2 separate regions of the Mus musculus genome follow, and region 2 is linked to region 1. The links are chromatin contacts, called in public Hi-C maps. All regions are on one chromosome and are shown on one strand. The core of a region is the stretch at or near the end of the contact, and the rest is flanking DNA. Distances in the headings are between cores, read along the strand shown. Region 1 overlaps Gm30366 (a long non-coding RNA gene). Region 2 overlaps Fstl4 (follistatin-like 4).

The links. Hi-C and Micro-C count contacts between places; a contact is called where the count stands out from the background.
Region 2: a contact with region 1 is called in a Hi-C map of cerebral cortex, with 3 times the contacts expected there. The contact joins two enhancer-like sites. A contact is called at or near these places in 4 of 484 Hi-C or Micro-C datasets (cerebral cortex and cortical neurons) and 1 of 9 other capture datasets (embryonic stem cells).

What each region holds. Positions count from the first base shown.
Region 1 is chr11:52,639,623-52,645,556 of GRCm38.p6, forward strand. The region is part of intron 2 of Gm30366 (a long non-coding RNA gene); the gene reads left to right. Among named protein-coding and RNA genes, the nearest start is that of Gm30366, 63 kb to the left of the region's middle. Within about 2 kb of position 2,544, at least 34 of the 459 cell types and tissues checked have an H3K27ac peak or open chromatin away from gene starts, as enhancers often do. A contact at or near this core is called in cerebral cortex and cortical neurons, where this site is marked.
Region 2 is chr11:52,885,910-52,891,843 of GRCm38.p6, forward strand. All of the region lies in intron 3 of Fstl4 (follistatin-like 4), which reads left to right. Among named protein-coding and RNA genes, the nearest start is that of Fstl4, 120 kb to the left of the region's middle. Within about 2 kb of position 2,367, at least 22 of the 459 cell types and tissues checked have an H3K27ac peak or open chromatin away from gene starts, as enhancers often do. A contact at or near this core is called in cerebral cortex and cortical neurons, where this site is marked.

The sequences.
Region 1 (5,934 bases), core at 1,294-3,793:
CTGGGTTCCCTTTCTAGGGTGAATAAATGTGTATGTTCCGAGAAACATAACAAGGGGAAATGTCATATATGAAAGGCAATCTTCCCATATTCAGGAGCCAAACTGAATATTTTTGAAAAAAATTGTTTTTAAGTTATGTGTATTTCTCTATATATGCACACAAAGGTCATCGGGTCCCCTGGATCTGGAGTTGCAGGTGGTTGTGAGCTACCCAATGTGAGTGCCAGGGACTAGACTTTAATCTTCTGCAATAGCAGCAAGCACTCTTACCACCAGTCAGTTCTCCAGCTTCCAAACTGAGGTTTTATTCTTTCAGTATTAAATACAATTTTTTTCTTTTGCCTTGTGAATTAATTTTTTTTCCCTTTTAGAAGTAATGTTCAAACAGCAGATGTCTCTCTGAGAGGAGGACAGAGCCTCACCGTTCCATGAACTTTCATTTATAATCTCCACACTCAAAAAGAGAGCGCTAATCACAGGCATCCTTAAGGGTGCTTGCTGCCTGATGTTCTCTGGAACGATGTGCATATCACACGCTTTCGGATCTGTGATTTGTAGATGTCAAATCCCCTGAAACAGAGTGACGGGATGGTTCCTAGTGCAGGGCCCCACTGTGAATGTCTCAAGGATAATGGGGTTGTCTCAGCTGAGTGGAGGCCGTCAGATGAATTTTCTTGGCTTTATTTTACAAGGTGTTAAAAAACTTGTTTTTGCTTAATGTATTAGCATTCATTCCTCGGCTTTGAAAATGAATCCTTCTTTGAAAGGAGAGTTTTAAATCTGAAATATGAGGCCCGTGTAGCAGTGTTTGAAATCATTAACTGTCCCTTCAATATTAATTGTGGGTACATCCATCACGGGGGAACTTGTTTGCCATTAACGTGAGGGGAGTGCAAAAAGCAAGAGTCTCTGGAACCCCTCCAGGGGTGAGGCTGTCACTCAAAACTTTGTTCTGGAATTGATCCGACCTCAGAAATGGGCTGCATCTATTGACAAAATGACAGTCTGTAGTTTTAACCAAGCTGAGTGTCGGGGGTTTTTAGCTTGTGGAATGGGAGTTGCTTCATGAGGAACCTGCCAGGAAGCTTTGGCCCTGAATGGAGCTTTTAGGGATGGATTTGATGAGCCTGAGGGGGTCAAAGGACAGGGCAGCTATCTCTGCCAACAAGTCTGTTTATTTGCAGTAGGGACCACCTGCAGCAGCGCTTGGGTTGGTTTGCGACTCTGGCTGAGAGGACGTTAATCTGCATATATTATTCGCAGGTACTTGCATTTCTCTGCAGTCTGTCCTCCCTCTCCTGGAGATTTGGTGGCTATCTCCTCATGGGTTCACTGGTGTCCGAGTGGTCAACTCTCCTTGGGGTTGGGACTTTTCATTTTGCTCTTTTTCAGCTCCTTTGCTTGTTAAACTCTAATCTAGGTCTACAATATTTTCTGATAAACGCAAAGTCAGAGCTTCCTCCAGTTGCACAGCAAGCCAAATCCACAGAGCCTCCTGCGAGTGTTTCTAATGGAAGGGCTTTGCCTGCAATTAGGAGCTAGCTTTCCAACTCTGGAAACATTCTGCTCCTAATGGTATGGGCCAGCAATTGGAGTCCTTTTATTTATTTTTAAGTAATTAATTAGTTAACTAATTGTTCTGAAGACAGAGTCTCACTATGCAGTTCAAGCTAGCCTGGACCTTACTATGTAGACCAGGCCGACCTTGAACTTGTAAGGAGCCTCCTGCCTCTACCTCTGGAATGCTGGGATTGCAGGTTTTTTCTACTATGCCTGGCAAGAGTGTCTTTTTATTATTTTATTTTATTTGGTGAGACTAGACACAGATACATGTGCATTTATACAGTAAGAAATAAGAATAAATCTTTAAAATTATGGTTTTTGTTTATGGACTAAGGAACTCATAAAATGTTATTTTCCTGATTCAGAGGAGGGAAGAAAGCTGGGGCTGAGGTTTTAGTCCCCAAAGTAAGCAACCTTGACCCCACTGTGGGCAGAATTGCTCCACTTTCCCTCCGTCCCTCTTTTTTTGATGATCCAAAGAATTTTCAGTAGACTTTTCTATACTTTCCTGGTCTAGGAATATCTAACCTGCCTTTTTCCCTTCAATAAATCCAATCTACCAAGCACCTATTGAGTGTCAGCTCTGTAAAATTACCATGGAAACCCAAGCGGAATCTTTCAAATGCTCTGGGGAAAATTGCTCCCACATCCCGTTGACACTGTAGGGAGATGGGTGCATCTCAGGCCAGGCCAGGCCTGTTCCCCTGCTCGTCTTCAGCGGGAACAGAAAAGGAGAGACAGATGGAGAGGGGTTTCACAAAGCTGATAATACAGCCTTTTGTCCTGGGTAGTGTAACAACTGTGCTTCAAGGGAACCGGGGTGAAAAGCCGAGGCTTTGATTTTGACTGCCGCCAAGAGCCGAGTTCAGTTACAGCTGCCTCTGCCTGATGCTGTCAGCGCCCACACAGCTCTGTGCCAGAGCAGGACTTACAAAGGGATGTCTCGCAGCCTGGTGACAGCCTTGTCTCTAGCACCTTGCAGCACAGCGGGGACCAAGGGCTTCTAAAGATCAAAGCCCCGATTATAGGAGACACTCATCACACAGTGGGAGTCAGGCTCAGCCCGACAGTGAGGCCTTGAAGCCGCTGAATTGTGCTTGGCCAGTTCTTGGAGGAGCCAAGGGACCCCCCATGGCTTGTTTTTAAGGTGACATTAGTTTCAAATGTACTTAGGAAAGTTCTGACTTAATAGAGGGCTGATGGTGGAACTTAGGCAAGAGCTTGCAAGTGACCCCCTCAGTCTCTCTCTCTCAAAATAAAGGGGGCTAAAACCATGAATGATATTCCCTGAGTTAGTTAACAGAAAAATCCATATGTAAGTTTAGGGGACTGATTGACCTAGAGACTGAATGATAACCACTGAGGACACGGTTTCTGTTCTATACCTTCCAGACCTGGTGGGGGTTGCTTGTAGCTCTGACCTGGATGGTAGACACAAGTCACGTGATTACCATTGAACCAGTCGATCACTGGTGGGCAGAAGGAGAGCTTAGGTCTCCTTGGTGCAAGAGTTTGCTTTTGGAGCCAAATGGGAATGGGAAGCTCTTTGGGGGGTGGGGGGGGGGAGGACTTTTTAGGAGGGGAAAGTCATCCAGGAGAGCAAATGACAAGGGGCTGGTAGAATTTCACATGACTCGAGTTTACCGGCCTTTATCTTGCTAATATCTGATGACAGATAACAGTAATAGTAACTTACCCAGGTTTATACTTATCAGCGACTTCTGAATCTGCTGTTTGATTTCAAAGATGCCAATATGTTAGGTGCTTCATGTGAACTGTATCATCCACACTGTCCGCAGAGTCTTATTCCTGTAGTAGCCCAGGCTAGTCTTGAGCCCATATTCCACAGGCCTCTCTCTCCTGAATATTGGGTTACAGATGTGAACTGCGCATCAATCTTTCTTCTTTTCTTTCCTTTTCTTTTCTTTTCTTTTCTTTTCTTTTCTTTTCTTTTCTTTTCTTTTCTTTTCTTCCTTTCCTTTTCCTTCCTTCCTTCTTTCTTTCTTTCTCTTTCTTCTTTCTTTCTTTCTTTCTTTCTTTTTTTCTTTCTTTCTTTCTTTCTTTGCACAGTTAGGGAAACAGAAGTACAGAGAAATAAAGTAACTTTCCCCAAAGTCACAGAAGGCATGAACCGTAGAGTCAGTCCATACGTGAACCCATAAGTGAACTGGACTTGGGCTCTAATGTCTTTGCTTTTCAAGGCCCCACGCCAGAACCCCAGTGTTCTACGTGGTGCAGAGTACTGATTTTCTACCAGCAAATGGCAGGCGCCTTCTCTAGACACTCTGATTTTCTAGAAAGGTGCTATCCAAGTTCCTGGGTTCTAGACATGCTCTATCACTGACCTGCCCCTGGACCATGGTCCTTGCCTTCCTTATCCTCAACACCTCACCAGGAGCAAGAGTGCCGACTGCTTCATGTCTAGGGTCTTTCCCATCCCAATCAGGACCCCTCAAGTCTAAATTGGGCTTTTTCTGCCTCTGATGTGCTGCTTCCTGGCAGAGATGCTTCTCTTCACAGGCTCTTGTTTTGCCCTTAAGTGAAAAGAATATTCAAATATTTCCCTTGCAAATCTGAGAGAACCTGAAGGCAACAAAGGAAGCATGCCCGGGGAGGGATGACTTTCCACAGGATGATGCTCAATCCACTTGAGATGTTTCTGCTCAGCCCTCGGCCTTTGATCTCAGCTGTGTGACTCCTGCTGTTTAGGCAGTGCCCTGTCTGCACACTCGGCCTTGCTGTGCACAGAGTGAAAAACCTGTGTGGCCTCTGCTTTGGAGGGAAGAGAGACCCCCTCTCCATGCTCATGCTCCTTAGAGGAGGAAACAGCTTAGTTTTCAGGAGCTTCTTTTCGTTAGTTCTTCTGCACATGTATGAACTTTTTGCTTTATTGTGTGCGTGTATGTGCTATGGCATGCCTGTGGAGGTCAGAGGACAACTTTTGGGAGCTGGGTCTCTCCTCTTACTATGTGGATTCTAAACTTTGAACTCTTCAGGCTTTGCAACAAGTACCTTTACCTGCGGGAGCCATCTCCCAGCCCCTCCCTCATGTTTATCTGGTTTGGCAGTGAAAGGGCCCTTCCAAGGGTCTCTCTGAGGGCCGAGGGACCTATTGTTCAACATGTTGGGTGCTTTATATCAATCAACTACTCTCCGGGCACCAACCTTGATCACTGCTGACCATGCCTACTGTCCATGCTTCTGAAGTTTCCTCTCCCATCTCTATGTCTCTGTCACTGGCCTTGAAAATAGCTTTTGTTACCTTATATAGTGTCCCTCTATAGTTTGGGGGGAATGTAGTTTTTTTTTTTCCTTTCTCTTTAACATCTGCCTTGAAGTAGGGAATGGCTGTGCTCAGCAGGTGTTCCTGGTGCTATTGGGAAACCGGGACTTGGGGATCATGAGGAGACACTTCTGACAGTAGCTGGGTATGTCTCCCTCTGATGTTCAGCTGCTTAGCAACCCCCACAGTGCAGCCCTGCTTGCTTCTCTGTATCAGTTGGACCAACCACCAGGCGGACTGCCTGTGTCTGTATTTAGATTAAGGAGTTGCTTTTTATGCTGTGTGGACAGCCTAGAGGTCAGAGAGCACTATGGTTCCTATGTGGTGAGGGGGATGCTGTGGGTAGCTTTGTTGACCCCCTCCTGTCTCCAGCTAGTGTTCCCATCCCATGGCTCAGTGGCTGCTGCAATTCTCCACGTTCTGCCTTCTTAAAGACGGGACCTACTTTGCCCAGGGAGTGTTGCCACTTTCCTACCCCAGTGTGAGGGGGGCAGTCCAGGTGCATCTACTCAAGATGAAGTCAACTGTGGGGCAGCTTGTGCTTTACAGGATGGGTCCAGACTCTAGCTGTGGCTGCATCCGACTCCCCCACTCCTACATTCTTTTTCCAGAGAATGTTTGTTAAAACAACAACAACAAACACACAAAACCTAATCCCTATCTTTGGGTCTGCTTTCAGGGAGTCACACCTAAGATTCATGGCCATTGTCAACTAGGACTGTGTCACCAACAGAGGCTTATATAGACAGTTGTTCTAAAGAGTCCTCTTCCATTCACTCCAGCCTTTGCTTCACCTCCTGCCTTACTTTTCTCATTGGTGTAACAAATACTTCACCAAATCAACTCAGAGAGAAAAGGTTTTAACTTAGCTTACAGTCGCAGGGTACAGTCCATTAATGTGAGGAGGTCAAAGGTGGTAGGAGCTAGAAGCTGGTCACACTACATCCACAACCAGCAAACAGAGCTATGGACGTGTGCTAGTGTTCAGAGTGCTTTTTCTATTTTTCTACAATTCAAGATCTCTGCCTGGGGGATGGTGCCACCCACAGTGGGTGTGTTGTCTTACTTCAACTAACTTAACCAAGATA
Region 2 (5,934 bases), core at 1,117-3,616, 250 kb after region 1:
GATTGTATTCTCCTGGGGTCTATGTGACATCTGTACAAGATCTGCTGGCTTTTAGAGTCCCAGGTTGAGAAGTTTTGTGTGATTCTGATAGGTCTGGGTGTGGGCTACTGCTCCTAGGCACAGTCATGGACCAGAAGGATGGTGTGTCTCCAGCAGCGCAGATAGGTTCTGCATCCTCTGGCTCCCCTGGGGGTCCCAGTTAGGCCAGTTATTGGGGTGGGGGTGTGTCTCCTGTGTGCCTGGTTATGATAGACCTCCTGGGATTCAAGCTGACTCTTGGTGTGGGAGGGGATCTGGTACCTATGTGTTTTTAAAATGTGCCCTTCAGAGAATTGCCTCATTGGCTGACTTAAAACTGAGCCCTTATTAGCCATCAGGTGTCTGTGATACACCTGTTCCATTTTTCTCCTGTTTTGAAGGTTTTGAATCTTTACAATTGTGTGTGTGTGTGTGTGTGTGTGTGTGTGTGTGTGTGTGTGTGTGTGTGTGTGTGTGTGTTATGTAGCGGGCAGGAGCATGCTGGGGTGCATTTGTGGAGGTCAGGGAACTACTTGTAAGAGTCAGTTCTCTCCTCTGCTATGGGGCTCCCAGGGATCAAACTCAGGTCATCAAGCTGGGTCCAAAATCAGGCAGTACCTGAATGATGATGAGCTGAATAAGGGGCTAGGGTGAGGCCTGTTATAATGCAGCCCACTTCCTGCTTCAGACAGGAAGACGATCATCTCTGTGCTCCAAATCAACAGCAATGGAAAGTTTGCTGCTACTTTTTGTTTTCTTAACATTGTAAAATGTGTAACAAGTTGCTCACTTTCCCTCCTGGGCCTCCCCTCCCATCCCCCCAGCCACCTTCATTCTCTAGCTGCACCTGTGCCTTTCTGTCGGCCCCGCCCCCCTCCTGTCTCTCCCCTCCCCCAGCAGGCGCTTGTAGCTAGGACTCCAGACATCCTCACTGCACTCACTACTTTCTGCCTGCCCTCTCTTTTCATCTTCCCCGGGAATGGGGTCCCCACTTTGAGTGATGGCTGTGTTTCATCTGCAACTGACTAAAATTACGTGGCAGTCAGAGGCTCCCTTTTATCTCCTCCCTGTCTAGATGTCAAGCAAATCCCAAAGTTAAAACACAGGTTTTTATGAAGCAAACAGAAGTCTTGTTGGAATCTGTAGTCTTGAGGACAGCTGGAGGGCCTCCCACTGTTGGGCCCACTTGCTCTCTCCCTTTGGGGAATTTAATTATGCTGAGTTATCCTCTCACCTACAATCATCCACTCCTTCCAGAAAGGTTAGAGAATAGCATTAGTCACTAGGAAATTTTGTTCTTGGAAATGTTTGGTTCTTCTATCATCAGCTTGTATATTCTCAGAGGGTAATGTGTCAATCACATTTAAAAAACAAAAAACAAAAAAACGAAAAACAAAACCAACCAAACAAACAAAAAAACCACGGCTGTTTTGTAAAAGAGCTTGAGAACCCAAGCTTGGAAAATGCACTCCTTCATTACTGTGTGGTTTTCCGTGCTGAACTCCTTACCCCAGAGGGCACGACAGCCCCAGAGGTGGAAAGCTGAGGTCTTGTTGCCACGAAGGACAAACTCTAGTCACATCTGCTGCAGTGTTACAGGCCACACTCTGTGCTGTGGGGCATTGTGTAAAGGATGAGGAAGGGTTGGGTTGGGTTGGTTTTGGAGACAGACCTGAACCTGTCACCTTGTTCCCATCACTCTCTCTTCAGAGCCCAGGCACATGCTATGCCCAAGACCAGGGCTCAGTACACTTGAGTCTCCATCTTAGCAATGAGGGTTAATGGTCCTGGAACCTGAGACATGCTGACCACTGTGAAACTTGTCTTTACAAAGTGAGGGCTGGGTTGCCCTTTCAGGGGCCCTGGGAGGGACAGATGGGCTAATGGGAACAAAAGCAAGAAGACTGCAGAGACAGGGGTAGGAAATGATGGAGGAATAAGACCTCTACTAATGATGATTGAGACTCAGAATAGAATTCCAGACAATCTCCTTGTCCTCCTGCCCACCCCCTCACTGTCTGTCTCTGAGAAGAGCAAGAGAGTATTCAGGGGAGCAGTTTGCCTTCCACCTGCAAAGCTTCAGACTGGCCCCGGGAGAACTGAGGACACAGAAATCCACTCACCTCTGCGGGGCAGCCATAAGGAGATGCTCCACAGAGGACTCTCTCAGTATACATTGGTTGGCAGAATAAATGAAGATCAAAATCTGAGATGGCAGGGTGTGGGTCTCCTCTCACAGAATCCTCTCATCCAGCTAAAAATGTATGTAGCAGGAGGGAGGTGAGGGGGTGGGGTGTAGCTTTGCTTCCTCAGGGACTTCAAAGGGACTGCAGAGCTGTTCACAGTGGCAAGCCTTGGCAATATGTCAGAGGCTCCAAATCCCCAACACGGGATTAGTCATCTGAGCCTGTGTTCAGCCACAGAAGGAATTTAAAACCGTGTTAAGAGTGTGCTTCACTGAAGCAAATGTAAGTTGTCACTATTACGAACAGCGCATTTTAAACTGAACGGAAACCCTGGGAGGTTGCCTGATTTCTGGGTGGGATTAGGGGAAGCAGCTGGTAACTGCGGCTTATAGGTGCTTTCCCAGACACATAGCCTCACAGCCATGATGATATGCATCTGGCTTTTGCTTGAGTAGCTCAAACAAATAACTATATTATAAGGGTGATTCTCCTTACCTCTCGGGCCCCTTGGACCCAGTAATGTAATTGTAACCAGGAGATGACTGTTCAAATGATGGGATGCCCTGAGAGATTTGCTCCAAGTCACCACCCACTGGGGTTAGAAGAGAGCTGCCTAGAAGATGTCTGTGTGCTTTATAAACAGCCTTGAGGGGGACTGAGGTGTAGATGGTCAGCGGCCTGTGGCTGAGTGGTACACCTAACAGCTGGCATTCTTTCTAATTGATCAGCATTATTATAAGTTTATTAATGGTGGGAATAAGGTGTGTGTGTGTGTGTGTGTGTGTGTGTGTGTGTGTGTATGTGTGTGTGTGAGAGAGAGAGAGAGAGAGAGAGAGAGAGTGAGTGAGTTTTGTTGATTTTAGGTCTTGAGAGATGAGAGATTGCTCAGAGTGTTTGCCATATGAGTATATATAAATTTAAACTCCAGAATCGTAAAACTGTAAAAAAAAAAAAAAAAAAAAAGGCCAGGCACAGTGAGAAGGCAAAACCAGGTAAATCTCTGTGTCTTCCTGGTCAGCCTAGACCCCTAGGTAAGCTCCAAGCCAGTGGAAGACCCTATGTTGAGAGAAAGATCAAAGGCATCTGAGGAATGACTCTCAGCCTTGTCTGTGGCTTCCACACACTCATGCGCATGTGTGTACTTGAACACACAGGAGCACACACATGTAAAAAGAAACCCCTATACTCCCATCTAGATACCCACGTATGATGACTATGGCATTTCCTATAAATAGGGAATGTACACGTGTCAACAGACGTCACTAGAAATCTCTTCCCCTGGGCTCTGTGTTCCCAGGGCTGCCTACCGAGAGGACTCTGGTTCTAACACAGTGAGTGGCACACAGTATTCTCTCACACCTATCTTCAGCAAGAGAGCGTTTAAGGAAGCTTCGGTCCCCTGGACGCCCTCTTCATAGTCCTGCTCACGAAGAACTACAACACTCAGAGGCTGATAAAGGCTGAAGTGAGCATTTTAGAGCCTGTGCATTGAAGTCTCATTTTGAGCAAAATAAATGAAGCTTTTAAGGTTCTCTCCAACTTCCCAGAGTCCTGTTAAGATTCCATCCGTGATTTTATGCTTTCTCTCCACCTACACAGTCTATGCTGGCTGCCTGCCTGCCTGCCTGAGTCCTGGTTTCCTACCAAGGCCTGGCCCACAGGAACTGCTACTTTGACAGAAATGGGGGCATGAGGGGGACACTCACAGCTTCTGCCATCATAGAAGCTCTAGGGGCATGTCACCTAGCGCAGGTGCCCGTGACAGGTCTGGGTTCTGCTGTGACATCAGCAATAGAGCCCAGTAAAGGTAGTAATTGGCGCATCTGGAGAGGACCATGGGAGAAGAGGCTGAAAATGGGGCTTTTGGGGACCTACAGTTAGGCAGGAGGCTGCCGCACATAGCCAGTCTGTGTGTAAGTGGTCTACTCTGCGTTGCTGGAATGTGGTCCCTGGATAGGTTCCTGTGTGGATGCTGCAGCCCAGACATGAGACACCCTGTCTTCTGTGTTTATTCACTATGGATATGTTTGCTTTTCTGCCTCAGAAAGGAGAGAGTTGTTTACAGGCACACTGTCAAAATATTGACTCAGAGTAACCTGTGATTCCAGGACTGAGAAGAGGGAAAATACCTCACTTTCCACGCTGATAAAAGCCTGGGCACCGGGTGTGCCATGGTGCCCACACCCTCAGAGTGCCAGAGCAGCATGCTGAAAGAGCATGGACGCCTTTCCTCAGCAGCCGTGGGCTTCCTTCTCAGTGTTGCAAGAGACAAATGTACAGAAACCAAGCACCAGTCTGCCAAGGGATGTCAGCATCTCATCATCAGAGCTGGTTTCACCCAGATAGACGGCAATAGCATTGATCAAAATCTGTGCTTAGAGTCTCATGAGGTCTAAGGACGCAGATGTAGAAACAGTCCATCTTCCGAAGCTCCCCCTGCCTCTCTGTGTTCTCTGTGCTGGCAAGGTATCCAGAAATGCCTGGAAATGGCTTTGGAGTGTAGGACTCAGTTTTCATTACATCTGTTGGGGACAGTCGTCACGACACTGACACCAGCAGCCAGGCAAGTCACTCCTGTGCTGGACTGGATGTGGAAAGCTTTCAGGGAAGTGAAATTACACATCTGTACAGCCCAGCATTGTAAGAAGACATGATCGTAAGAATTGTCTTAGGCAGAATAATCCAGTGCGGAGGTCTCCCGGGGCAGGCAGAAGCTGTAGAAACCATCACCTGGGAAATCCCTAATTCTCTAGACCTCCAGAGCATGCAAAAATATCTTTCCTATCTCTCTGCGTGCCTCTTGGGTATCCATTTAGTGCAGCATTGATGCCTTGGCCAGCTCTCACTTGCTCATGTAATTCATGACTCCAGTGCAATGTCCAGCTCCGTGGAAACCTCGGAGTAGGAAGCCGGCTTCAGTCATGGCAAGGCCAGGCAGGGATTCTACAGGGAGCTCGGCTGAGAAGGGCTCCCCAGGGATCTCAGCCCTCGTTTCCGAAGCTCAGGATTGGGGCTTCCTGTGGACTTTGAGCCTGCCAAGCAATGGCTCCCTGAAAAGGGTAGGACAGACCAAGGTAACCCACCCCAGCACCAGTTAAACCCAGTTTATATTGCTGGTGTGGTCCCTCATGTCCCCACTCCACCCCATAACAGTTGGCAGGGTGGTTTTCAGGCAAGGCTTATAGCCAGAGCTTTGGAGATATGGGAATCTAAGAATTGAATGGGCAGTCCCCAGATGCCAGGGCATAAGGCTAGTGAGTGGTCTAGAGACTGCGGGAAGCATAAAACCACCTTGCCTTGGATGAGGGCTGGACACCACGGAGCCTGTAGAACTGGAGCCTTGGAAATATTCACTTGTCTGGCACCCTGATCAATACCCCAACTCCAGGGAGAGTCTTTCTGTTCGTTTTAATTTTCCTTGAGAGAGAAACTTGGCATTGGGTTAGGAGCTTTTCTCCAAATCTGCATATTTGGAACTTTTTTTTTTCTCACCCAGATAAGCCTGTAATTCCCATAGCACGCGCAGGAGGACGTGCTCCGTCAGCAGTCTGTGTTCGTTTCCTGCTGCCAGGAGGGTCTTCAGTGAAGCTGACTCATTTCCTCTGGCCTTTAAAAAAAAATCCTAAATCATATGAGGGACTAATGTCAGCAAAGATGAAGATTATAAAACATGAGTTAAAAGCCACAAAGCATGGGTTGGCAATCCCATCAGCTCCCAGTCACAATGGCA